Regions from separate parts of the Mus musculus genome. Here regions 2, 3, 4, 5 and 6 are each linked to region 1. A link is a contact called in public Hi-C, HiChIP or PLAC-seq and promoter capture Hi-C data. All regions are on one chromosome and are shown on one strand. The core of a region is the stretch at or near the end of the contact, and the rest is flanking DNA. Distances in the headings are between cores, read along the strand shown. Region 1 holds the start of Cd3e (CD3 antigen, epsilon polypeptide). Region 2 has its middle 26 kb from the start of BC049987. Region 3 holds the start of Il10ra (interleukin 10 receptor, alpha). Region 4 holds the start of Cxcr5 (chemokine (C-X-C motif) receptor 5). Region 5 has its middle 18 kb from the start of Tmprss13. Region 6 holds the start of Tmprss13 (transmembrane protease, serine 13).

What was found. Promoter capture Hi-C pulls out the DNA fragments that hold promoters and counts their contacts. A called contact is a pair of places that touch in the nucleus more often than the background predicts. HiChIP or PLAC-seq counts read pairs in DNA pulled down with a chosen protein or histone mark.
Region 2: a contact with region 1 is called in an H3K4me3 HiChIP or PLAC-seq map of the SCID.adh cell line, with 2.5 times the contacts expected there. The contact joins the enhancer-like site here to the promoter of Cd3e in region 1. A contact is called at or near these places in 1 of 39 promoter capture datasets (embryonic stem cells), 1 of 15 datasets of contacts at CTCF or cohesin (embryonic stem cells) and 1 of 115 datasets of contacts at active chromatin or transcription factors (the SCID.adh cell line).
Region 3: a contact with region 1 is called in a promoter capture Hi-C map of embryonic stem cells, with 2.2 times the contacts expected there. The contact joins the promoter of Il10ra here to the promoter of Cd3e in region 1. A contact is called at or near these places in 4 of 39 promoter capture datasets (embryonic stem cells, hippocampal neurons, second pharyngeal arch cranial neural crest and 1 more), 1 of 484 Hi-C or Micro-C datasets (regulatory T cells), 1 of 115 datasets of contacts at active chromatin or transcription factors (large pre-B cells) and 1 of 9 other capture datasets (adipose tissue).
Region 4: an H3K27ac HiChIP or PLAC-seq map of thymic regulatory T cells shows a contact between it and region 1, with 6 times the contacts expected there. The contact joins the promoter of Cxcr5 here to the promoter of Cd3e in region 1. A contact is called at or near these places in 1 of 484 Hi-C or Micro-C datasets (regulatory T cells) and 1 of 115 datasets of contacts at active chromatin or transcription factors (thymic regulatory T cells).
Region 5: a Hi-C map of Th1 cells shows a contact between it and region 1, with 3 times the contacts expected there. The contact joins the enhancer-like site here to the promoter of Cd3e in region 1. A contact is called at or near these places in 7 of 484 Hi-C or Micro-C datasets (the AML12 cell line, the P5424 cell line, Th1 cells and 3 more), 3 of 115 datasets of contacts at active chromatin or transcription factors (bone marrow-derived dendritic cells, double positive thymocytes and large pre-B cells) and 1 of 9 other capture datasets (adipose tissue).
Region 6: a promoter capture Hi-C map of liver shows a contact between it and region 1, with 2.9 times the contacts expected there. The contact joins the promoter of Tmprss13 here to the promoter of Cd3e in region 1. A contact is called at or near these places in 4 of 39 promoter capture datasets (the C10 cell line, liver and stem cell-derived epiblast-like cells), 1 of 484 Hi-C or Micro-C datasets (bone marrow-derived macrophages) and 1 of 115 datasets of contacts at active chromatin or transcription factors (bone marrow-derived dendritic cells).

What each region holds. Positions count from the first base shown.
Region 1 is chr9:45,008,190-45,012,004 of GRCm38.p6, forward strand. Cd3e (CD3 antigen, epsilon polypeptide) reads right to left here and starts at 1,422. Exons shown (of 8, transcript NM_007648.5): 1 at 1,377-1,422; 2 at 1,159-1,260. The coding sequence starts at 1,207.
Region 2 is chr9:44,644,275-44,648,172 of GRCm38.p6, forward strand. No RefSeq gene overlaps it. Among named protein-coding and RNA genes, the nearest start is that of BC049987, 26 kb to the right of the region's middle. Within about 2 kb of position 2,322, at least 107 of the 459 cell types and tissues checked have an H3K27ac peak or open chromatin away from gene starts, as enhancers often do. A contact at or near this core is called in the SCID.adh cell line, where this site is marked.
Region 3 is chr9:45,266,698-45,270,968 of GRCm38.p6, forward strand. Il10ra (interleukin 10 receptor, alpha) reads right to left here and starts at 2,452. Exons shown (of 7, transcript NM_008348.3): 1 at 2,309-2,452; 2 at 403-523. The coding sequence starts at 2,375. Mir7086 (microRNA 7086) reads right to left here and starts at 10; the gene lies at 1-10.
Region 4 is chr9:44,524,150-44,528,011 of GRCm38.p6, forward strand. Cxcr5 (chemokine (C-X-C motif) receptor 5) reads right to left here and starts at 2,295. Exons shown (of 2, transcript NM_007551.3): 1 at 2,173-2,295. The coding sequence starts at 2,229.
Region 5 is chr9:45,298,765-45,303,121 of GRCm38.p6, forward strand. No RefSeq gene overlaps it. Among named protein-coding and RNA genes, the nearest start is that of Tmprss13, 18 kb to the right of the region's middle. Within about 2 kb of position 1,892, at least 318 of the 459 cell types and tissues checked have an H3K27ac peak or open chromatin away from gene starts, as enhancers often do. A contact at or near this core is called in the AML12 cell line, the P5424 cell line, Th1 cells and 4 more, where this site is marked.
Region 6 is chr9:45,317,220-45,321,312 of GRCm38.p6, forward strand. It overlaps Tmprss13 (transmembrane protease, serine 13), which reads left to right and starts at 1,881. Exons shown (of 13, transcript NM_001013373.2): 1 at 1,881-1,936. The coding sequence starts at 1,916. It overlaps Lncbate3 (brown adipose tissue enriched long noncoding RNA 3), which reads right to left. Exons shown (of 4, transcript NR_040720.1): 3 at 1,874-2,100; 4 at 1,047-1,259.

The DNA.
Region 1 (3,815 bases), core at 172-2,671:
AGTCATAGTCTGCCCCGTGAGACTCAAAGTGTGTTCCTTGGACCAGTCCCATATAAATAAACCCAAAGCTTGTTAGAAATACAGGATGTTGAAGGAGTTGCTAGCCCAAGCTTAGAATCCCAGCATTCACAGGGCTAAGGCAGAAGGGCACAGTGTTTAAGACCAGTCAACTTAGACTGTCTCATGAACCTCTGTCTCACAAGCAGCTAGCCAACTCTCTCAGGACCCCCTGTGAAGGTGTGTGCACAGTCAAGTTTGAGAAACCCAAAGTGAAGCAGGAAGTAGAGGCACACAGCTGTGGTTCTGAGAGGGGAGCCAGGCTGTGGCAATTTTCTAGGTCTTTGACATAAAACTCTCATGAGCCATTTGCCTCACAAAGTGCATGCAGCCCTCCTGAGCACAGACCCTGTCGACAGACATCTCTGGCTTCCCAGATCAACTGCCGGAATTGCTGTTTAACAATGAATGATTAGTCAATCGTGCATGACAACTTCATCCATAAGACAGGAGCCGTACCACTTTTCTTCCATGGAAGAAGCAAGAATCAAACTGATTAACCCTTGTTTCTTCATGCGGCACATGCACTTAGCAAAGGGCCGTGTGTGTGTGTGTGTGTGTGTGTGTGTGTGTGTGTGTGTGTGTGTGCTTGCGCGCGCGCGCACGAGCACGAGCATGCATGTTGTTTATGTGCTCTCAATTATTTACCAATTCTATCCTACCTTACTTCCCCAAAAGGATGAACTAGTAGGAATCTCTTGGCCACTTCCAAAAGACTGGAAATTACAAAGTGTCTCAAAGATACTAAGCTGGGATGAACCTGAGTCTAACCCTCCCGTCTCCCCCAAACCAAGAGAGGCACTATCTCTGCTCATTCCTTGTGTTAGTTCTTAGCATTGCTAAGTTTACAGTCAGATGGGCTTATTTTCCACGACAGACAGAACTCTTCTCTCAGTTGATGAGATCAACCCAACTGATTTCCTTTGCATGTCTCCTGAACTGTCTCCCCGCACCTGAGTCCCCAGCCCTTGTCCCCACTTCCTAACGGTATCGCCAACAGTTCCTTGAATCTTCTAGCCACTGAGGCACCAGCTGCACTGGGCAAGACTGTGAACCTTGCAATGGCCTGGGAAAGCACCGCCCTTTCATTCCCCTACTCACCAGCTAGGAGGCTGAGGCACAGGATGCCCCAGAAAGTGTTCCACCGCATCCTCTCAGAATGCTCTCTCTACCAAGATGGCGGACGCAGCCAGCTCATTACTTCTGAAAAAGAAACAGATGAGGTTTTCAACACAGTGGCTGCATGCAAAGACCCTGGATCATTGGTTGCCATAGTAGGATGAAGGAGAGTGGGGGGCACTTCACAAGGAGAGACTTACCATTTCTGAAGAAGGCACCAGACGCAGACAGGGGAGGCAGGTGTCTGAACCCCACACAGGAAGTGTAGAGGGGACTCAGGGCCCGCCTGCTCCACGTCACTTGGAAATGTTTGAGGCAGAAGCCTCCGCCTTGGTTAACTGAGGAAATCCGCGCCTCACAGCCTTCCCATAAGGATGAACAAGGGGGGCTCTAGCAAGCCCCCGAGAGTGCTGTGAAAAACACCTACTTGTGCCCTGTGCAAAGCACCTCCACACTGAGGGAGCCTTCCTTATGCATAACCCCTCCAGCGGAGGCAGGAAGACGTTGAAGCACTCAGTATCTGCCTTCTGTTATGGTGCCCTTGGGTCTGAGCAGCAGGATGGAGTGGAGCCGTCTCATTAATAATCTTCGAGGGGCTTGCTTTTCTTTTCTTTCTTTCTTTGAGACAGGATTTTTAGCATGTAGCCGTCCTGGCCTTTGATTGCACATGCTGGGCAGTTGCTGGACAATGAGAGAGTCACATAGCTCCTGTCTTTGTACTGACACTATGCTAGGGGCTTTACTCATGCACCCACTAGGGTAGCTTTTAGCATTATTATTTAAAATCTAGCATAAGTACTTCCTGAGTTATAAGCAACAATCTTTTTCTTTGTAAAAAACGCTTATTGACTTAGCTCTTTGATAATTTCATACAATTGTAACACACTTTCTGATGATTAATCTCCCTTTCTCGACAAGTCTTTTATTAAAAAGTTTTACGAAAAAAAAGTTTTACGTTATTTATTTACCTATTTATTATATGTGTATATGTGTGGGCATAGACTTGCCACAGCATGTGTGGAAGTCGAGGGTAGCTTGAGGGATTCTCTCTAACATGTGAGTCCCAGGTTTCAATTCAGGTCTTTAGGTTTTTAACCACAAACAACTTTATCTGTTGAGGTATCTCTCTGGCTCCGCTTCTTGATATATCTACTGGGTTTAACGAGAGTTAGCTGTGTGACAGTGGATTTGGAACTAACTACTGAAGGAGCCTGAAGAGCTCCTCAGTGGGTACAGGACTGAAGAAAACGGCTGCCTTTCTTTCTGAATCCATCTATAACCTATAGTTCAGTAGAAAGGCTTAGAGCCCCAGAAGTCCCGCCCCAATGCATGATTGACTGTTGATAAGCCCAGTTGCATGTGGATCCACTGCTGGCTGCCACAGCTACTAGAAGGCAGTGCTTCACAGCCCTTCTCCCTAGTTTCTACTCTTACATTCTTTTTGCCCACCCACATCTCCAGATAAGGGATAGTATCAGACTCAGTGCCCAGAGGGACCTCCCTCTTCTCAGATGGGAAGGGGAAGGAGGGGTGGGGGGAGCGGCTATCTGAGGGGCGGGGACTTGGAGGGGGGGCTTGGAGGAGGGGGGCTGAGATTGGGATGTAAAATGAGTAAATAAATTAATTAATGGAAATTACAAAATCTTTTCATGTATGTATGGAGTTTGAGTGTGCAGACGTGTGAGGTGCTTGTGGAGGCCAGAGATGGATACTAAGCGCTCTTTCTCGATCCCCCTTTCTACCTTAGTTTGGAGTCTGAGTCCCCTTTCCGCCTTGTTTTTGAGTTGGGGTTTGCTTTCTGCCTTGCTGTCTCACTCTCTGGCGCTCTCTCCCCTTTTTTCAAAAAAGATTTATTTATTCTCCGACAATTCCATACATGTATGTAATGTATCTTGATCATATCCACCTTGATTTCTCCCTTTCACTGCCCTCAGACATCCCCCGTACATCTCTCCCCTCCCCAACCCCCCTCACCCGCCCCCCACCCTCTGAGTGCAGTTACCTGCTGCCTGCTGAAATGCTGCATGGTAACCAGAGCTGCAGTGAGCTCATGAGCACAGAGGCCCAAGCAGAGGCCTCTGAGCTGCCGCTCCCTGAAGTCGCTCCCTGAAGTTGACTTTCTCTGTCTGCCTTGTGGCTTCCCTCTCTCCTTTGCAGGTGTCCTGCATTCCCACGAGCCACCTGCACACAAATCTCCACCTCAAGGTTTGTTTCCCAGGGAACTCAAAGGATGTCTGTGCACTTTGTGGGATGTGAAGATAAGCCCAGAGGAAGGGGTCCGTTGAGGTGGTTGTGCCCCTGAGAAAAGGCATAGTGGTGGGATGAGTGGGGCGTGGTGTTATTATACACCTCTCCTATGCTCTTCATTGGTTTTAATACATGCACGGTCTTACTTCCACACTTGATGTTAGCCAAACGTCTGAGAAGCAATGATGTATCACTTCCATAATTAAACTTTTTCCTTCTAAAAACCTTAAAGACATTGAGGAAGAGAGGTCAGGAAGAGCATGAGAGCCGCCAGGAGGGAGGAGAGCAGTAAAGCGCTGTCTCTGATTTCTTGAGTTATGGCATGGCAAGGGGCACGTTACCCAGTAGTTGGATGGAAGCTGGTCCCCGGAGGTGGTGTGGACTTGGGTGAG
Region 2 (3,898 bases), core at 1,072-3,571, 360 kb before region 1:
TATGAGGGTGTTGGATCACCTGTAACTAGAGTTGTAGACAGTTGTGAACTGCCACGTGGGTGCTAGTAATTGGACCTAAGTCCTCTGGAGGAGCAGCCAAAGCTCTTGGCCATGGAGCCATTTCTCCAGCCGGGGGCAAGGTCTCTTTATGTAGCCTGAGCTGTCCTAGAAATCACTATATAAGGCAGGCTGACCTTGAACTCAGAGATCTGCCTGCCTCTGCCTCCCCAGTGCTAAGATGAGTGCTGCATCTGACCAACTCTGACTCTGCTTTTCCTGTTTGTTCTGTCTTCTTTTGCTCCCCTCCTATTCTTTCTTGTCTCCCTCTTTACTACTCCTTCTCCATCTCCTTCTCCCTCTCCCCTTGCTCTCCTCTTCCTCCTCTCTTCTGGGTCTCTCTCTTTCCCTTGCTGAGCTGTGGCCCTAGGCATCTTCATCTTCCCTGCACGCTGTCTTGTTCTCGTGTGAGTGGCTGAGCTAGGAGGCAGTGCACCACACAGACCAGGACAAGGCCCTGTAGGACACGGTCCTGTTCCAGTGCTTTGAGGCGGCCCTTTGCTTATCTGACCTGTGCTGTGAAGACACTTCCCAGGTGAGCCCTCCTCTTTTGTCTCAGGCCACAGGCTGGGGTCACATAAGCAGGAAAGTCCAAAGGGAGCAGCTGTGCTGAGGTGGCTGAGGAAGCCCTCCTAGAGCAACAGTTCTCAACCTAGAGGTCGAGACCCTTCGGGGGTCAAATAACCCTTTCACAGGGTTGCCTAGGGCCATCAGAAAACACAGATGTTTGTATCACATTTCATGACAGTAGTAAGATTATAGTAGTAATGAAAGAAAGGCTGCAGCATTCGGAAGACTAAGAGCCACTGTCCTAGAGGGACCTTAGCAATGGACCCCAGGGTTACCATTGCTGCCATGAAACACCATGACCAAAGCAACCTGGCGAGAAGAGGGTTTATTCAGCTTACCCTTATACCTCACCATTTATCACCAAAGGAAGTCAGGACAGGAACTCAAGCAGGACAGGATCCTGGAGGCAGAAACTGATGCAGAGGCGATGGAGTGGTGCTGCTTACTGGCTTGCTCCTCCTGGCTTGCTCAGCCTGCTTTCTTATAGAACCAGGAACCAACCAGAATGGGCTAGGCCCTCCCCCATTAATCACTAATTAAGACAATGCCCTACATTGTCATCTAAGCCCAATCTTATGGAGTCATTGTCTCAGCTGAGGCTCCCTCCTCCCTGATGACCCCAGCTTGAAACAAGTTGACATAAAACTAGCCAGCACATAGATCACGTCTTAGTCAAACTTTCTCTCAAGCTTCAGTGGAGTATTCCTCAGCCACGCGACAGGGACAGGCTGCACAATAGGGCAGGAGGCCAGCTGGAGCATCTCCACCCATAAACAGGACAGGCACCGCCCTCAGCTGGCCACATGCAGTCCTTCTGTCTCACAATAGCTTCTGAAGAGAGCTACCATTAGTCCTGCTTTGCAAAAGAGGAAACTAAGACCCCAACAAACCGTAGTGACTGCAATGGACTTATGGAGACCAAATGAGGCCAAACCAGGGCCTATCTCTTAGGCTCTCAGTGAGAGTGGCCTCAGCAATCTCAGTTGAGTGGTCTGGGGACAGGCTTGGCTGGCCCTCGGCATAGGTGTCTGTGTGGCCAGAGTGGCCGATGGCTTGCAGGTGGCACTGATTGAAAGTGAGTAGGAGGTGTGAGGACCACAAAAACTTCACCACAAAAAAGAATTGTCACGGTCGGGACCGGCTGGGCCCTGGCCTACCTTTACATCTCTCTCTTGTGCTGTTTCTCACCACAACAGAAACTGCTTATCTGCAGGTGCGTAGCTATTCTAGGAGAATGAACGGTGTGTGGCTTCCTATTAGTGTTCAGAGGATCAGTCACACCACCGAGGCCTGCGGTCCCACGGCTCTGGCCCCGCCCAGCACCGGAAGCCTGCAGCTCCGCGGGCTGGAAGCTGATGTTTAGGGCCAGCCTGCAGCCACACTGGCCCTTTCCCCTCCTGCCGAATGGGGCCAAACCGCCCAGCCTGATGGGAGATTTTAGTTTTCAAATGGCATTCTAGTTGGCTACATATAGCGGGGCACGGCAGAGCAGGACACGTGGGGCAGTTTAACAGTTTGCTGTCCATAGATATCTTGTCACGGGTCATGACCTTGACCACCTCAGCACCCCAGGACTGGGACAAAGAAGTCATGTCATTGTGGCATCACCAAACATCCAGAGAACCAGGAGCTCCTTGCCTGAGAAGGCCTTGAAGTGCAGGCGGCTGAGACAGGGGCACACCTGACAGGCAAGAGTGAGGAAGGTAGCTGTTCTACACCAGCAGGGGAGCAGCTGCTGGCATGCCTATGTAGACAACACAGCCTTTAAAAAGTATTTCTTTTATTTTTTGAGACTATAATATCACTGTGTCGTTTCTTCCTTTCATCCCTCCAAGCCTTCCCATACACACCCCTTCTTTCTTTATTTCAAATTCATTGCTTCTCTCTCTCTCTCTCTCTCTTTCTCTCTCTCTCTCTCCCTCTCTCTCTGGTTTGGTTTTTTGAGACAAGGTTTCTCTGTATAGCCCTGGCTGTCCTGGAACTCTCTTTGTAGACCAGGCTGGCCTCGAACTCAGAAATCCACCTGCCTCTGCCTCCCGAGTGCTGGGATTAAAGGCGTGCTCCACCAAGCCCGGCTCATTGCCTCTCTTTTGCATAAATTATTGCTCTCTCTCTCTCTCTGTGTGTGTGTGTGTGTGTGTGTGTGTGTACTTAGATACATAAATACAACCTGTTCAGCTTGTAGAATGCTACTTGTCTGTATGTTTTTAGGGCTGAGCACTTTTAACTCTTCCTGTAGCCTCAGCTGGCCACAGATGAGGCAGGCATGAATACGGAACAGCTCCAAATGGGGCTGCGGTGATGGCACAGACCCCAGAGTGCCTGCCTCACAAGCTGCAGGACCTAAGTTTGGATCTCCAGCACCCCGCCGGTGGTGGCAGTGCCGAGGAGGCAGAGGCAGGAGCATCCCTGGGAATTTCTAGTCCGCCAGTGTAGTCAAGTCGGTGAGCTCTGGGATCTGTAGGAATACCTTCCTCAGACACCAAAATGGAGAGCAATTGAGAAAGAGTTTTCACGCTGACTTCTGGCTTCTGATACACGCACTCCTACATGCACAGAAAGAGACAGAGGACAAGACCTTGTCACCTGGCTGGAAATGTTATGGACATATGGGTCCTAATGGGAAGTGGGGCTTGGGGGGAGGGGGTTGTGGTTTTTTCTTTTGTTTTTGTTTATTTGTTTTATGCTTGTTTGTTTGTTTGTTGTTTTTCAAGACAGGGTTTCTCTGTGTAGTCCTCACTTGTCCTAGAACTTACTCTATAGACCAGGCTGACCCCAAACTTAGAGATCAACAAGGACCACTCTGCAGAGGGTGCCATTAAAGATGCCACTCAGCCGCAGACAGGACAGAAATCTGAGAAACAGTGACTTAAATAGGGAGGAAGTGTGTTCATCTCATTTGACAGGAGCCTAGGACATTAGTGGGTTAAAGAGACTGTGCAGCACAAGAGACTAAAGCAGGAGGATGGCCGTGAGTTGGAGCCAACCTGGGACACTTAGTTCTTCACCGGCTTGCGCTATGAGAACTTATCCCAGAAAAAAAAAAAAAAAAGCAAAACCATGGCTCTAGAGAGTCTGTACTGCTCTTCTGAGGACCTGAGTTCCCAGCACTCATGTCAGGCCCTCACAACAGCCTGTAAGCCCAGCTTCAGGGAGCCCAGTGCCTCTGACCCACACGGGCTCATCCACACACAGACACACTTAAAAATAAGACTTAAACAAAACGCCTTTAATCCCAGCACTTGGGAGGCAGAGGCAGGCGGATTTTTGA
Region 3 (4,271 bases), core at 1,202-3,701, 260 kb after region 1:
CTCTTAAGAGGGGAGGGAAAGGCCAGGCAGAACGTTTCCTTAATGACAAAGGGAACAGTCCTCAGGCCCTTGGCCAAGGTCTCTGTTGACATCCATGTTCTAGAAAGCCCCTGGGTGGGAATTTAAGTAGCTCATTCCCCCCTAAGACTGTATGAGCCCACTCTGCAATCCCCTGTTTCCTTTCTTGTAGTTAGGTTTATGAATGCTTTTCCAGAATACCAGGAAGCCCTCCAAGCCAACAGCTGCTCACCTTAGGGGTCCCAGCACATTGCTCAACTCATATGACACTCAAGCAAGTATGTGTCAGAGTCCCTTTTAGTCTCATTTCAATAGTAAGGTAGCCACCTAGTCGTCCCCCCCCCCTCCCGCCTCCATTTGGTCCCCCTGTGCCTCTTTCCTTACTGTTTGAGGGCCACTTCATAGTAGGTGCTCTCAGACTGGTTTGGGATAGGTTTCCAGTGGAGGATGTGCTGGAAAAATCTGGCTTCAAACCACACATAGGAAGGGCTTGGCAGTTCTGTCCCTAGGGGAAAGAATTCTAACACTAGAGAAAGCAGAGGTACCCGGGGGACTAGGAAGAGGGTGGTGAAAGCCGCAAGAGTACTTTGGGAGGGAGGGGCTGGGTGCTTTACATATATATGTTCGGTTTAGTGATCACAGCAGCTCTGGGCTCTAGACACATGCCGAACTTAGTGAAGAAGAAATAGAATCCCAGAGAATCAGATAGTTGGCCCAAGGCCAGTGGAGCCAGTAAGGGGCATGGTGGTGGTCTATATCCAGAATGTGTCTGAATCCAAAGCTAGAGTCTTGTCTTTCTATGCTTGTGTGATGTGGGATGAGAAGCCTCACAAGGGACTGACAAAGGCAAGTTGGGTCTGTTACATTCCAGGATAATGGCCAGGAGTGGCTCTCAGATGAGCCGGTCCCTGGCTCTCTGGCCAAAGCCTGTTCCTGTTCTAGCGACATTCCAGGACTGAGTTCTCATCCAAGCCATGACCCTTGACCTTATCTGGATCCGTAGGCACCCTGCTTGTCTACACAGACATCTTGTGGTCCAGGCACAGGGTATCCCCACAGTCCCTAGTTTCTAGGAAAGCTGTAGCTCAGACATGGACATCAGTATAATCAGATGCCTAGGCGAGCCTCAAATGGAGACAATGAACGTCAGCGGTCCAGCCTCCTGGCCTCCTCGAAAACTCAGCTGTGAAGTACCTGTAGTCTCCCACTCTATTAGTTCTAAAGAGCTGACACAGGAGCCTGGAGCTAGCAGCTTGCCAGTATGACCAGGAGCAGAGGAGTGACCCCCTTGAGATCCTCTGCCCTTTTTGTAACAATACAATAAGCATTCCTATTGAATTCTCCTGATGAGTTCTGCGGGCTTAAGTGTGTTGCAAGGACAATAGCCCTTGTTCCTCTCCAGCCTTCTTGACCCTTTAAGATGTCTCCTCTTGAAGGCAGCTCTGCAACACTTTCCTTCTCCAAACTGCCAGCTCTCTGAGAGTCACAGTTCTCAGTTCTCTTTCAGTGACCCTGTCATTCTCAGAAAACATACTTGTCCCAGCCCTTCCCCCCCCCCACCCCTTTCTTTGAATCTCAAGGTTGTGTTTCAGTTGCAAAACTCTGAGAGGGGGAGTGAAAACCTCAGCCCGTGTTTGTGATGTTCAGCGGGGCACATCCCCAGTGCCTCTGTAGATAACATGACTGACTGTGCTCTTTTTACTTTGAACTCCTGTAAAAGTGTGTTTTGGGGTCCCCGGTCTTCGTACTTCTGTGCCACTTGGTCCCTCCAACTCTCCACTTTTTCATTCTCTCCTGGGCTACAGGAACCTAGCCTGAGCTGAGGAGTGGGTAAAGTGTGTGTGTGTGAGGGGGGTGGGCAGCAGGCAGCGGAGATGAATTGTGGGCTAAAGACTAACAGGGTGGTCGGGAAGGGTGGGCAGAAAGAAGGGATGGGGTGAGATGGTAGGGTTCAGGGAGAGGAGCCTAACTAAGAAGGGGCACGATCAGACCCACGGAAGAACCAGAACAGCCGAAAAGTGAGGGCTAAGTTATGGATTGTCCGGAGGTGGTAGGATAATGATTTGAGGAACAAGGGTACGTACAGGACGGAAACTATAGGCTTTACCCATCCATCGCTGGCCACTCCCAAACAGCCACAGTTAATCTTAGCCTCCTCCACTTAAACAGCAGGTGAGCCGGAGACCGTTTTGCCAGCATGAAGGAGCTGGGGCGGGACCCCAGCCCATCCAAGCAGATTCTCCCGCGAATGTGAACTTTAAAGCAACAGAGCGAGCGCTGGGGAGCCTACCGTATGCAATGAATTCTAGGCTCAGGCTGGAGATCGTGACGAGGAATGGGAGCAAACGCGACAACATCCTGGGCGCACAGCGGCATCGTCCACTGGAGCCGGCCTTTACGCCTCCGGCCGGCGGCGTCCTGAGAACTGAAGACTGCCGCTGGATCCACAGGGCCAGCTTGACATCAACCTGAAGGCGGAGCCTCGTTGCTCCGCCCTCAGCCCACGGAGCTTGGGAACCTCCGCAGGAACCTCAGCAGGCAGCGAAGTCTAGCTAGTTCTGGGGCATTTGTCTCAAGGTGAAAGAGCAGCTGAGGCTTTCTGTGGCTGGGCTCTTAACTCTCACACCGACTGGACAGCCTGTCTCCCCTCTCCCTCCCCCTCCCCTTCCCCTTGCCCCCTTCCCCTCTCTGTTGTAGCAATTGGAATTACTGACTGGGCCAGGAGCAAAGCACAAGCGTGCAGGTACATGTGTGAAAGTCCTGGGACCTCTATGCAGGGCCCTCTGCTAAGCCAACAGTGAGGGAACGTCCCTACCTGACTCTTGGTGGGAGTCCATGACACCCCCAGGCCCTTTAGGTTGTTCTTGCCCTAAATCTGCAGGTTAGAAGTGTCAATAGGCGCCTTGAGGGACCTGGTATCACTCAGATGCCTCTTCAGTGACCAGGACATCTGTCTGCCCTCCAGTGTCACCAAAGATGTTAATTGTGTGAGAGACCAAGCTTTGTCCACCTGACTTATTGGCAGGTGGCGCTGATACTGTGAGTATGTCACTTACATGATTTTCAGGGATCTAATTGTGAGGTGTACAGCGCCCGTGGGGTCATCTGCCAGGTACATATTCATGCTATCCTGGAAGCCCTGTTTTTGTTCTGAGGAGGCACAGAAGCCAAGGAAGGGCTGGAGTCACTAGGATGCCCTTGCTCTCAAGAAGTCACTTTCTATTCCCCTCAGAGCCTACCTGTCACACGGAAGACACTACTGCCTTGAGAAGGCTTGGCCAGCCATCGGTCTGCAAATTGCATGATTCTCAGTGCCAATACCAATCCTGCCTCCCATCAAATTAGAAACTGACTGAAAACAGTATGAGGTATTTGTTAAATTTTTCTTTTTCTTCCTGGAAATTGGATTGGATGGTTCTCCGGTGTGAAGTTCGTAGATGACAAAGTACTGTTACTATGTCAAAGATTTGGGCAACCTCTGAACCTGGAGAAGGACCCTCCAACTTGGGGGTGTCAGACACGAGCACTGCCGTCGTGACCTGAGAGCTAGTGATGCACACCACCCCCTTGGCTTGTGGAGACACAAGCTTTGTCTAAACACCGTGGGAGTGGATAGTGCTATGTCCAGTGGCCTAGACAGAGGATGCCAAGTGGAGTGGGATCATGTTCTGTGCCGAGGGAACTCACTGGGAAAGGTGCTTGTCTGTGAGGACTGGGCTGCCCTAGCTATTCAGCTAGTTGGAAGTAATATCTGTGAACCATAGCATCGAGCACACACACACACACACACACACGCACACACACACAATCAGTGAGAACCACACTCAGGGATACCCTCGTCACTGTGAATACCCTCATGTCAGCCATGTTGGAAAACTTCAGACTTCTTAATGTGGGAGGACTTTGTTTTAATTGCTGTTCTGCACTGCCCATCCTTCCGCTGGTAAAGCACATATACTGCTTGGCGTGACACAAGTACCCAGGCGTGACGCAAGTACCCGGGCATGACTTCTTAGTCCCCGTTTACCTCTTAAAAAAGAGGACACTGCGGTGTTTCTTCCTCAGTTGTCTTCCTTTTAGTTTTTGGTTGAGTTATAAGAATTTTAAAGCCTTGCACCTTGGCTGTTTTAAGGGACGATCGAGATGGTTCTTCCACATACCAGAATTTACAGTCACAAGCTGATGCTGGCCAAAACCAGGCCCCTTCCTCTAGAAACCACCTTGCCAGAGACAGAAAGTGAGCGGAGATTTTA
Region 4 (3,862 bases), core at 1,045-3,544, 480 kb before region 1:
GCCGGTCATGGCCTTTTAGAAGGTGAGTGGGGCCAAAGAGGAGGATCTGTGTTTCAGAGTGACAACCACCCTTGAAGAGAGTGGGTGGTGGGTGAAGGAAGAACGTGTCTGATTGAAGGACTCCAGGGACAGGGTTGTCTTAGAACCCCTGGACTCCTAGCTAGATGTCTGGGCACATAGCTCAGGGCCTTGGGTTTGATATGTGTCATGAAAGAAGTTTCTTTGCTTCTCTCCTTGGAATGTAGGTTTGCTTCATGTCATGAGCACGTCCTGCTGTCCCTCTGGCCCCCACTACCACCTGTCTCTAGTAGGTCACACTGTGATGTGAGGCGTGCAGTTAGGGGAAACTCTTGAGGTTTCTCAGAAGCCAGGAACGGCCAGGTCTCCAGGTGGTTACAAAGGCATCCAAGTGGGTCAGGGCTGATGGTCAGCTTGAGGGCAGAAGATACCACCTAACCATATCAGGGGCAGCTGGCAGTGGGGATGAGGGCAAGCAAGCGTGGGAGCACACTCCCCTGTAGAACAGTTAGGTTTTCAAAGGACTCAGGCAAGAGGACTATGAGTTTGAAGCAGATTTAGGCTACACAGAGACTCTGTTTCAAACAAACAAGCCAACAAACAACCCCACCCCCCAAATTTTTTCAAGACAACAGAAAGCATTGAGCCAAGCCTGAGGTCCTTTTATTTGCAGAATCCCCATGAGTGCCCAAGTGATGCCAGCTGAGCAGGTTCAGCAAGCCCAGCGACATAGTGGGAAGAATGATAAAGCAGACCACAGATCCTGGCGAGCTGGGAGAGTCGGGGGGAAACACCTCAAGGTGTGATTAGGGCAGGAGAGCTGATAGGACTCTGGGTTTGGAGTTCATAGAGAATAAGGCCATGATGAAGGTTCTAAGTCTACTGATGCCCATAACCCACAGCCCCACAGCCCTGGGTTTTCCCACTTGAACTGCTCCTAACAATATCCTTTGGTAGTCCAATAGCAGCCAAGTCAAGTGAACTCCTATGCTTAACTGGAAGACACTCAGGCAGGGGGCGGAGAGGGTGCCAGGCACTGCTTCCTTTCTTTGCTTGTTTCTTTCTTAAGCTCCCACCTAAGAAGCTCTTCCAAGATACTGTATCTCTAGAGATGACAGTCCCTCCCAGGGCAAAGCGACATGCTCCAAGGTGTTTTTAGGAGCAATACAGCTGCATGACTTTGACCCCTGGGGTCCTCTTCCTTGCCACGTCTGGCCTCATGCTTTCTTCATCTATACAAAATCACTGTCTAAAGCCTTCCAGCCAGGGATTAGCTCCACCTTGTCTGGACCATCAGTGACTTGAGGGCAAAGATTATGTTCTCAGTCTCTCCACCCAACACAGATGGATGTTGTATTGTGCCTTAATGATCAAGTCATTCAGCAAGATGAACAATTATATATACCTTCTTTTGGAGACAAGGTCTCAATGTGTTCTAGGCTCCCGCCCCTGAGTCTTTTGCTTCCACCTTTCTCATGCCGGGATTATAGGTGTGTACCACCACACTCTGTGCAAGCTGAGGATGAGCCTAGCAGCATGCACACTCGGCAAGCACTCTACCAACTGAGTACTCTGCCCACCCCTCCTCTCCCAGCCAACAACTCCACACTGCCTGATTGACTAGCACTGCCAGCAAACTGACATGAAGAAAACTTCCAGCCAGGTGGTGGTGGTGGCAGCGGCGGCAGCAGCAGCGGCAGCGCACACGTTTAATCTCAGTACTTGGCAGGTAGTAGGTGAGTTTGAACCTGGTCTACAGAGTTCCAGGACAGCCAATGCTTGCTTCACAGAGAAGCTCAGTCTCAAAAAAAAAAAAAAAAAAAAGCAGCAAACAAAAATACCCCTTCCAAATGACTTTGCCATTCTAACTCAGGGAGACAAGATAAACTTCTCTGTTAAAGAAGCAAGAGGCAGAGCTGGGTCCTCAGTCACACAGCAGGAGATGCCAAACCTGATCCTGTGTCTCCCACCTCCCTTTGGCATCTATTAAGGGCAACAGATATGGGAGACAATAAGAGTCTAAAAGTGGATGTATTTGCCTATGTTCTATAATCCTTGCGGCGGGATTCCCAAGCTATCCCCTCTTCCTTGACATAGTATATTTAAAGTTCCAAGCAGGACCAGAGCAGCAGGGAGCCACATGACTTGACTCACCAGGTCATCCATATTGTATGTGATGGAGCCCATGTCCAGGGTTAGTGGGTAGTTCATAGCTGCAGCTCTGCGTCACCAGGCTGGTCACTGTCTGATGTCGAGAAGGTTTGTGCTGGTGCCTATGGAGAGGTGGCAGGCGTCAGCTGCAAACTTAAACAAATGAGCCATGTGCGGTCTCCTGGGGCCAGTGAGGGCTTGCTGCTTGCCTCTCGACTCATCTCTTTTTTTTTTTTTTTCCACTGAGTCTTTTCTGGTGTGTGTGTGTGTGTGTGTGTGTTTTCCCCCTTCTTTTCTTTTCTTTTCTTTTTTTTTAAGAAAAAGGGAAACTCCCCCCACAGAGTCAGTACTACGCAAGCATTTCAGTGCCTTTCCTGGCACTCATGGTCTGAACTGGGCCAGGCGTCTGGTGTGAAGGCTGCCCCTCCCTTCTGCTCACTGGATCTCTATGAGGGATGCATATAGACTTGGGGAACTCCTCATAGAAGGGGCTAAGAAAAGAGTACTCCCAGCCTCCTCTACACACTCACTTTCCTTATCACTAGGGTGACCAACCATCCCAGTTTGCCCAGAACCAAAGAAAGTCCCCTGTCCTGGGAAACCCCTCAGTCCCAGGCGAGCCAGGGCACTTGATCAACCTGTGACTGCCATCCTTTTGCCCGGCCAGGGAGGGGGAACCCTGCCCCTCCCTCTTTTCAGCTCAAGTTTGAAAGAGTTAAGTTCTTTCAAAGGGAAGAACCCTAAGAATACTAGAAGAAAAAATGTAAAATGAAATTACCAGACAAGAGTGCAGTATAAATATGGCCATCGAGCTGTCTCTGACTCAGAGAAAAAGGTCAAAAAGGCGTTCCACCACAAGTAAACTTGTAGACACCTAGCTTGAAAGGACATGGATGGTTACCTAGGCCACCCCCACAGCTCCAATTTTACACAGGAGGACCCCGAAGCCCAGAGATGGAGACTGACCTACCCAGGATCCTGTAACGCATCAATGGTGGCAACCTTGCACCCAAGTGTCCTGACTCCACATTTGTCATCCCCTGCTTCCATCATAGCTGCTCTGCAGGCTCTCTCTGCCCCTGCTCTCTACCCCTGCTCTGTCCCATCCTGAGAGCCACTTCGTTCATGAAGACCTGTGGTGGACATTGAACCATTTCCCCTCCAGGTCTTGTCCTGGTGGGTTTTCTTCCACGGGAGGATATTTCCTGACTTAGGCCATGATAGTGTAAGATTGTACCCACTACACTATGTAGGTACTACATACGGGGCACTATTTGTGTGTGTGTGTGAGAGAGAGAGAGAGAGAGAGAGAGAGAGAGAGAGAGAAAGAGAGAGAGAGAGGGAGAGAGAGAGAGAGAGTCAGTCAGAGACAGACAGAGACAGACAACGATATAGACACACAGAGAGAGCCTATGGAGGTCAGAGGACAACTTGTGGGAGTTGTTTCTCTCCTACAATGTGGGAATGTGGGACTCAGGTAGTCATGTTTGATGGCAAATGTCTTTCCTTGTTGAGCCATCTTGCTGGCCCCAAAACTGTTCTTAAGGAGGAAGAAAGCCAGGGCACAGGGTTGGAGCCCCTCTCCAGCTCTTCTGGTCCTGTGCTGCTCAGGGATACACTGCCTCGGCGCTTCCTGAGTCTGGAGCTGACGAAGCACTGTTCATCCTTCCAACCCTACACCATGCGGTCACGC
Region 5 (4,357 bases), core at 642-3,141, 290 kb after region 1:
GTTACTGGGTATCTTCTAGCCTCTCTCAACTATCAAGAGGGCATCACAGTGATACCTGGGGTCCAGGGCAGCCTGAGATACCCAAAGGCCAATCCTAAAGGGCACAGTGAGTGCACTGAAGGTTAATCCAAGAAATCAGCCATTCTCCAGTAACAGGCCTGGAAGAACTAGGTATCTCCTGACCTGACTATCAAACTGGCTGGGAGTGAGAGAGTACTTGTTTCCCAGAAAGACACTCACAGCTTCTCAGATCACCTCATGAAACGGAATGAAGCCCAGACAATAATGGATCAGTGGGCGTTCTGACCAGGACTGCTTAGATATGCAAGTTCCTAGCCCTCTGTTTAAATTTCAATTTCACTTTAGGGTTCTGAGATGGACTTGAAGTGGTCACTGGATCTGCCTCTTCCCAATGTGACCACAATGAGCAAATCTCCTTTCTGGTTCTCTCTATTGGTCTGGTTGGGTAGATCTATTTATCTATTGTCTTCTTGGGGTAGAGACTGTGACAGGACTGTGACCCCCCCCCATCTTTTGGTAGCAGTCCCTGCTCTTTGAGAGTCCCAGGAGATGAGCTCAGCTCGGCCCCGGAGGTGATGTCATCTGAGTCTTCTCCGGAGGGACTTCCAAGGGAGCCCTGTGTGAGTTCACTCTGCACTTCTGTTTTCAAACAGCTGCTCTCTGCTCCGGTCTCTGGGTGCCACTCTCAGTTCTCTCTTTGATTCCCACCCAAACCAACAGAGAAGCCAAGTGAAAGAGTAAAAACTCCCTTATGTATGTAATCAATCCACTGAAAACGAAGGTCCAAGGAGAAGCCAGCGTGCCTGTCTCGGGGACCTACACTCCAGCATACACAAGGACATTGCTACCTTTAAAGTCATGTTGACCACCTTGCCCCAAGGGTCTCATGGTAGCGCATCAACCCCAAAGGGACTCACTGTTCACTTCTTCCCCCTCCGTCCTCACTGTTCTCATTGGTTTGTTTTTCTAAGTGTATGAGTGCCTGGCCTGCATGTATGTCTAGTGGGCGTAATGCCCACAGAGGCCACAAGAGGGTGCCAGAGCTCCTGGAACTGGAGTTATGAACAGTTGTGGGCCACCGTATGGCTGCTGGGAATGGAACCTGGGTCTTCTGTAAGAACAAGTGCTCTTGAGCACTAAGCCATCTCTCCAGCCCCCTCTTTGTTGTCTTCCTCTGAAACCTTCTTACCATTCCCATCACCACATAGATTCTTCTACTTTCAGCTAACCACTTTGTTTCCTCTGGATCATTCATTGTTACATCCATTAGTTAATTTGTGAGTCCTCACCTGCCTCCCTCTGTCACATCTCCTGAGAGCATGGCTCTTGCCAATCTGCATACCCCAGGACACCCAAACAGATATGTGCCACCAGGACACTCTAATTTGGTCTAGTGTGGTATACCAAGTGGTACAGAAAAGGGGGACACATGAAGAGGATGCAGATCTAGAGGCAACATTGGGAAGCATTAAGTCTCAGGGACCTGAAGAGTGGCATCGGCTTCCCCAACACCTCACTGGCAAAGCACTGAATTAATTTAGAAAGGATCCCTTAGAGAACTCCGAAAAGTCCGTGAAGATGACAAGATGATGTTTCTTCAAGAGGATGCTCAGGGAAAAGGTCAAAGTGAGAAAATTATAGAGGAAGTGGACTGGGAAGAGGGGTGTCTCGTACTGGGAGCTACAGGGTATGAGGCAACTGAGGAAAACCGGTACTGGGGGTAGCCAGGAGGTGGAAGGAGCAGAGAGCTTTTCCGAATGCTGTCACTAGGTGGCGCCCGAAGACAGAAACTGGAAGGCAGGACATTCACGCGAGCGTGCAGATTCTCCAAGTCACTTCCCCGGAAATGACTCAGCAGGGATGACTTCAGCAGGTGGGGTTCTTCCGCTTGCGACCCAGGCTGCACGACGTTACATCAGGCACTGGGTGCAGAGGAAGTGGGCTTCTCATTTCATTCACGGAGTACCCACTCTTCACTCATCATCAGTCCAGTCCGGGTTCTTTTGTATCTGGGCAATGTCGTGAGAGCATCTGACTGATCCCTGCACGGAACAACGTGAAGTAAATGGATGACAGAGTGGAAAACACTCTAAGCCAGCCCAGCCCAGCCTCGCTCACAGTTCTAGCGCATGCTCTCTCTCCTCTGAAACCAGGCATCACTAGTCAACTTCACCCTGTGCCTGGCATTTATGACACACTGCCCTACAGACTGAGTCCATATCTTATCTCCCTGACTGTGGAATGTAGCATGTGCTGGTCATATCTCATTAATCACTTTTATCTCATGAACATCCCTCCCCAACACTCAGCATAATATCTGGACCACTGGCCTGTTTGGTAAAGATCTGATGATGATGGTGGTGATAATAAAGGGGGAGGAGGAAGAAGCAGAGGATGGAGGAGGAAGAGGAAGAAGAGGAGGAGGAGGTGGAGGAAGAAGAAACCATAGGCCATCGCCAATGAGGTAGTTACTTGCCTAGCAAGTCCTACACATCATAGATATTAACGATGACAAAGGTCACTGGAGCAGGGAGGGGAGGTGCCTGGGCTGGCTGTGAGGGTACTCAGCAGCTCTACTCCCAGCATCATATCTTAGGCAGGAAGTGGTACAGAGAATCCCCATAGCAAGGCCTTTACCACCCCCATTGCTAACAGAGCAGTTTGGGTCCTACTGGACTACGACTCCATCATTATATCCTACTGGGCTGCAGTCTCGTAATAGAGGAATGCAAGGCCTAAAAATCAGTATTGAGACGTCCAAGATACCTGCCATCTGTGCAACACTGAGTCTGCACCTCTGTCTACACAGTAGCTGTTGTGCTTTATAAAAGAGAGCCAGGATATGTTTGATAGAACCAAGTATGGTACAGTGGGAGGGGGCCTTGGTGGGCCTGTGCTGTGACATCCCTTCTCTCTGAGGTACCAGCCATAGGACAGGTATAGTGTGGACAGAGTTTATTTATGCGTGGGAAGGGGGGTTGGGAAGGGAGTAGAGACAGAGAAAGACAGGGGGTAGAGGGAGAAGGAGAAAGGGGTCAGCGAGAGAAGAGAGTCAGGGGTGGGGGCAGAGTGAGCAAGGAGCGACCAAACAAAGTCTTTAAGAACAAGCCAGGCCTACCTGGCTGTTGCTAGGTAACTGTTGGGCGGAGCCTAGAAGGAATGCTAACAGGGGCCATGCCACTGTACCCCATTGTGTACTTTCCAGTTCAAGGCGAGGGTAGGCGGTGTGAATGTGCATGCTGATAGCTGACCAGGGCCAGAGGGGGAAGGAGGAGGTGGTTACCAAAAATACCCGGATACAAGGCTTGCTCAAGCCCAGCCGTCTGTACAGGCAGCTTCCTAAGTTTGAGGCTGGAGATCTCATCCTTTACCAATCCGATGCCATCTTTTGGGCTTACTTTACTATTAAAACGGATAATGAGGCAGAGACAGGCGGATTTCTGAGTTCGAGGTCAGCCTGGTCTACCAAATGAATTTCAGGACAGCCAGGGCTATACAGAGAAACCCTGTCTTGAAAAAAAAAACAAAAAACAAAAAAAAAAAAACAAAACAAAAACAAAAACAAAAACAAAAACAAAAAACAAAAAAAAAACCAAAAACCTGATAATGAGATTCAATAAGGAAAGCTAAAGTGGACCTGGCCTCTGTCCTTGCTGAGGCTTTGGTCGTCCTTAGCTATGTAGTTAGAGACAGTCTGAGCTACATGACTCTGTCTCGAAATTACCACATACCGTGAAGTACATAGTTGTGGCTATGGTAAGTGCTTCACGGGAGAGGCATCTGCCACATGAAGGCGTGTTGTAGGAAGATTTAGACAGGACAGGGCCCCCTTCGACCCCACAGAACTCGGAAATTGTATAGAAACAGGTGTCTGTGCCAAGCCATATATGGCCTCAATGGAGCCCACCTGTTGCCACACTGATCTATGTCCCTGGAGGAGCAAACTGACAAACCTCCTTGTAACTGATCTTTGAAGATGTCCTGTCCAGAGGGCAGCTAGACAGAAAAGATCTACATGCTAAGTATTTAACAGCCAGACACTCAACTTGTAGTCCACAACTCACCGTTCATGCATTCCGCCATCTTAAGTGGGAAAAGACATATGAGATGAACAACTTGTCCCAGTTCCTGGGACTGTCCCCGTGTCAGCATTGAAAGCACCATCTTCTAGTGAGTTCTTCTGAGTTTTTTTGAGACCGGTCTCTGTAATTCAAGCTGGTCTGAAACTCACTATGTAGCCTAGGTTAGCCCCCCAAACTTGAGATCCTCCTGCCTCCACCTCTTAAGAGCTGGAATCATGGACATGTACCACCATGCCTGGCCATCATCAAGTTAT
Region 6 (4,093 bases), core at 631-3,130, 310 kb after region 1:
AGCTTCAAGGCTGGACTCTGTCGGGGGAAGGGTCTGAGTCTTGTCCAGGCAGCCCAAAGCCTTCCTCAAAACGAAGAAAAGCCCTGGAAATCCCACCTCTACTCCAAGAGGCTGAGGATCAGCGTTCTGTGCCTCCTGAACCCACTCTGTGGGACACCGAGGGCAGCATAACCTGCTTAGCAAGAATTCTGGGACAGAAGACCAAGGAAAAGCTGACATTGCTCCAGAGCTGACTTCTTGGTGCTATGTGTCATCACCAATTCCCAGACAGCACACTCGTAGGCTTCCAAATCGATCTTGCCTTCAGTTGCTCCCTCTGACTTGCCCAGAACCCCCTATCTGAGCTCTTCCAAGAGGCTCTGGGGACTTGGATTGGAAAAGACATCTGACCTGCCTGGAAGACTGATGGAGCCCTCCAGGACCGGCCTCTGGGTGCCAAGGATGAAGCATAGCCTTGTAGCTCATTGGTGCCCAGAGGGGACCTCCTTAGGAGAGGGGAAGAGGAGGACCCAGCACACAATGTGGCCAGCCTGTGCCCAGACCTGGATGACCAGAGTGTGGACAGCGAGAGGAAGAGAGCGAGGGCCAAGTTCTGATGTCTTGAAGAGCAGCCAGTGAAGTAATGCAGCCAAGTCAGAGACTCCTTGGCTCTCTGCCTGGGTCTTCCAGGAGTTTTCCCATGAGCCTCTGTGTTTTAGACTTCCCTGAACACCCTAAACTAGAACAGTTTTCATATCTGTTTATCTAAAAGGTCAAGAGGCAGCCTCAGACTCCACCCTAGTAGTTGACCATGGCCACTGCTCCTAATTGTCAGGGCATTCTCAGCCTCGCCATCTCCTCCGGCTTTGCCCCCCTCCCTCCCACTGTCTGATGCCAGAACTGCCTCACTGGTTTGCTGAGTGTGGTCAGTGTCCCAGCTCCCACCCCCCCCACACACACACCCCACTCCCAGCCCCATCAGTGCTGGCACCGCAGCTCCAGGGGTCTAGGTCTGTCCAGCTTCTAGGATTGCACGTAAACCAAGAATTCACAAAAGAGGCAAAAATAAAAGCAAAGAGAATTTTATCTGGGTACAGATTCATGCATGGGGGAACACAGACCCAATCGCAGAATCCACGGATCTCAGCGAAGTTGCAGCCACCCTGGGGCTTTATCACAAAGGGAGCATTCCCAAGTCCACCTAACTCTTCTGCTTCCACACTTCTGAGCGCAGCGACTTTGCTTTAGGACACGTGTCTCTTCCTCTGTTTCTTTTGCCTCTAATGATCAGGATGGAGCACAGGGTAGGAGGTCATGAGTCAGCCTAATATATTCCCCAGACCGGTTTCCACTCAAATACATACATGTTTTATAGTAATTGATTTTGATATAATTCATAATATTTTATTGCTGCCAATGGAGGTAATTCATTATGTGCACCATTTAAAACCATCTGATTTCTCTTGTCGTTGTTAAGAGTTTTCATAAAAAACTTTTTTCAGGAAAAAAAAAAGTCCATCTCATGTCCAGATTTGGGATTTGGACACAGTTAGAAATGAGCACACTTTGAGGGCAGGGTCTTCCTGGAAGGCTCAGGTGACCACATTCGAAGGGCTTCCCATAATCTCAGATCCTGTCTGGAACCCTCTGGGAGGGGCGGTGAAGGGGACCCCACACACAGAAGCTCATGTGGTGGCAGTTTCAAGAGCCCAGGTATTAGCTGAGTAACTGGGATGGGGCTGAAGGACAGGTCTGGCGAGTTCTGGGTTGTTTATACCTGAGTTACCTCACACGTCCCACCGACTTCCCCGCCCCATCTGCTGAGGGCCGGCCCTCGGCCCTCAGCCTCCTTTTCCCCACACGCTGGGGGACTGGGGGCCAACATGGATCTTACCCTCGACATCAGCTGAGCCTGGAAGAAGCATTCTCTTACACCATGGACAGAGGCAGCCACCGGGTGAGTGCGCCGCGGTCTCCTGGGCTTTCCCAGGCATGAGAAGGGACAGGCTGGAGTCAGGCAGGGTGCTGCCAAGACCTGCCCCGAGTGTAGGGAAGACAGAATGTCTCTGCTGGCTGGAAGCTGCCTGGGATCCAGTGATTTCAACTGCTTCATCTTAGTCCCTAGAAGGAACTCCGAGGAGGAGAAACCAATAAAATATGGAGTCTGGTTATTAGGCACCCCTGGGCTGTGTGGCCAAGGCCTGGACAGGGCTGTGGCCTGTGTGTGCCCTGGCAAGAACAGCTCTGGAGTTACTTGGTAATCTGGCGTTGCTGTTTGAGGATTGGATTTAATCTAGATTCATTTTTGCTGGTTTGAGAACCCAAAGGTATTTTAACTCATCTTCAAGGATTACCTCCTAGCTAGACTCCTAACCCTTCCCGGAAGCATGCGAGTCTTCTTTTTAAATGTACATTTAAATTTTTTCATTGGTTACTTACTAGGGGACGTAAAGTACATGGGAAGTGCTTCCTTATGTCTAACCACAGTGTCTTCTGCTATATCTTAAGCTTCTTCTGCTGCTTTTAGAGGTGATAGAGAGCAATGGGGTTGTCCTGTGTAGAAAAGGGTCTTGTACACACATTAGGTATCCACAAAGCCTTATTTAATGCGCCCCTCTTTTTGCTTAACTTCTCCTAGGTCCTGTTTTCTGCTCTTTTCCATATTTTTCTGTTCTCTATTGATAGAGTGGACTCTGAGACTCTAGAAAGTCCAACAAGCCCTGGGTTTGAAGAAATCCAGCTCACCATATGTTCTAGACTGTGCCTGGCTTGTGGTCCACTCTGAACCCGGGTATGTTTCCGAAGGCACTGTTATCTCTCCTATTATTCCAGACCCCTCTCTGCTCTTCTCCTTTGCTCTCTGCTCTGGTCCTTTTGGCTCATGTCCCCACAGGAAGCAGAACAGGGAGCATGGGGTGGGGGTAGCATTCTGTAGGAAGCATGGGGCGCCACACACACAGCCATGGCTATCTTCCGTGAAAACTTGCTAGTCCCCAGACCCAAAGATGGGGACTGAGCTATCTATCAAGTTCTATCTGTTCAAGTTAGAGATGGGCAGAGACCTGGCCTCTCTCCTGGAGTGGGGTTAGAGAAGCATGTTCATCTGGGAAACTCATCTTCCTAGAGTTAGGGACCAATGTGGAAGCAGGTTGGAAGGACAGGACATGGGCAAAAGTGTGAATTAAGTGTCAAAGTTCTGGTAGGTCCTGGGATCACTATGGAAGGTCCAAGCTTCTCTTGTAATGAGAGAGCTGAGCCATCCCATTATTTAAGGGTATAGGTGAAACCCATAGATAGTGAGTAGAGGCAAAGGAGGGAGCCTATAGCTGCCCCCTAATCTTGTCTACAGCACATTTTTTTGTCTTCTTTCTTTCCTTTTTTTTTTTTTTCAAGGCAAGATTTCCTCTGAGTAGCCGTGGCTGTTCTGGAACTTGTTCTGTAGACCAGGCTAGCCCCCACACTCAGAGATCTGCCTGCCTCTGCCTCCTGAGTGCTAGGATTAAAGGTGTGCACCACACAACCTGGCTCAGATTTCTTAAGAGTAAATAAGATTGGGCTGGAGAAGCTAGGTGTGGTGGTGTATGTCTTTAATTCCAGCACTCAGGAGGCAGAAACAGATGGATCTTGGTGAATTGGGAGGCAGCCTGGTCTACATAATAAGTTCCAGGACATAGTAAGACTCTGTATCAAAAGAAGGAGGAGGAAGAGGAGAGAGGAAGGGGAGGGAAAAGGAAAAGAAAAGACAAGACACTGGAAGTTAAAGGCTGAGCTTCCTCTGTGAGGGCTCAATGACAGAGAGATGCATTGTGGGATTTGTTCCTCCTACAAAGAGAGAGGATGTGGTGGCCAGTGGGCTGGAACTGTGGGTGCTCCTGAGGACATGCCAGGCCTTTAGAAGGCTCTTTAAAAGGATGGAGAAGGCACCGTTTTTCTGTATTCAAAAGGAAAGCAGAGCTGCATGAGTGACTGGTCCCTACCTCCCATCCCAGCTGGGCTGGAAGGTGAGGCAGGAGGATGGAGAGTTAACCTTAGGTCAACCTGGGCTAGGTAGCAAGACCACAACAGGAAAACAACCCTAGAAAGAGTCCCTTGCTATGGTAGGCAAAAGTGACAG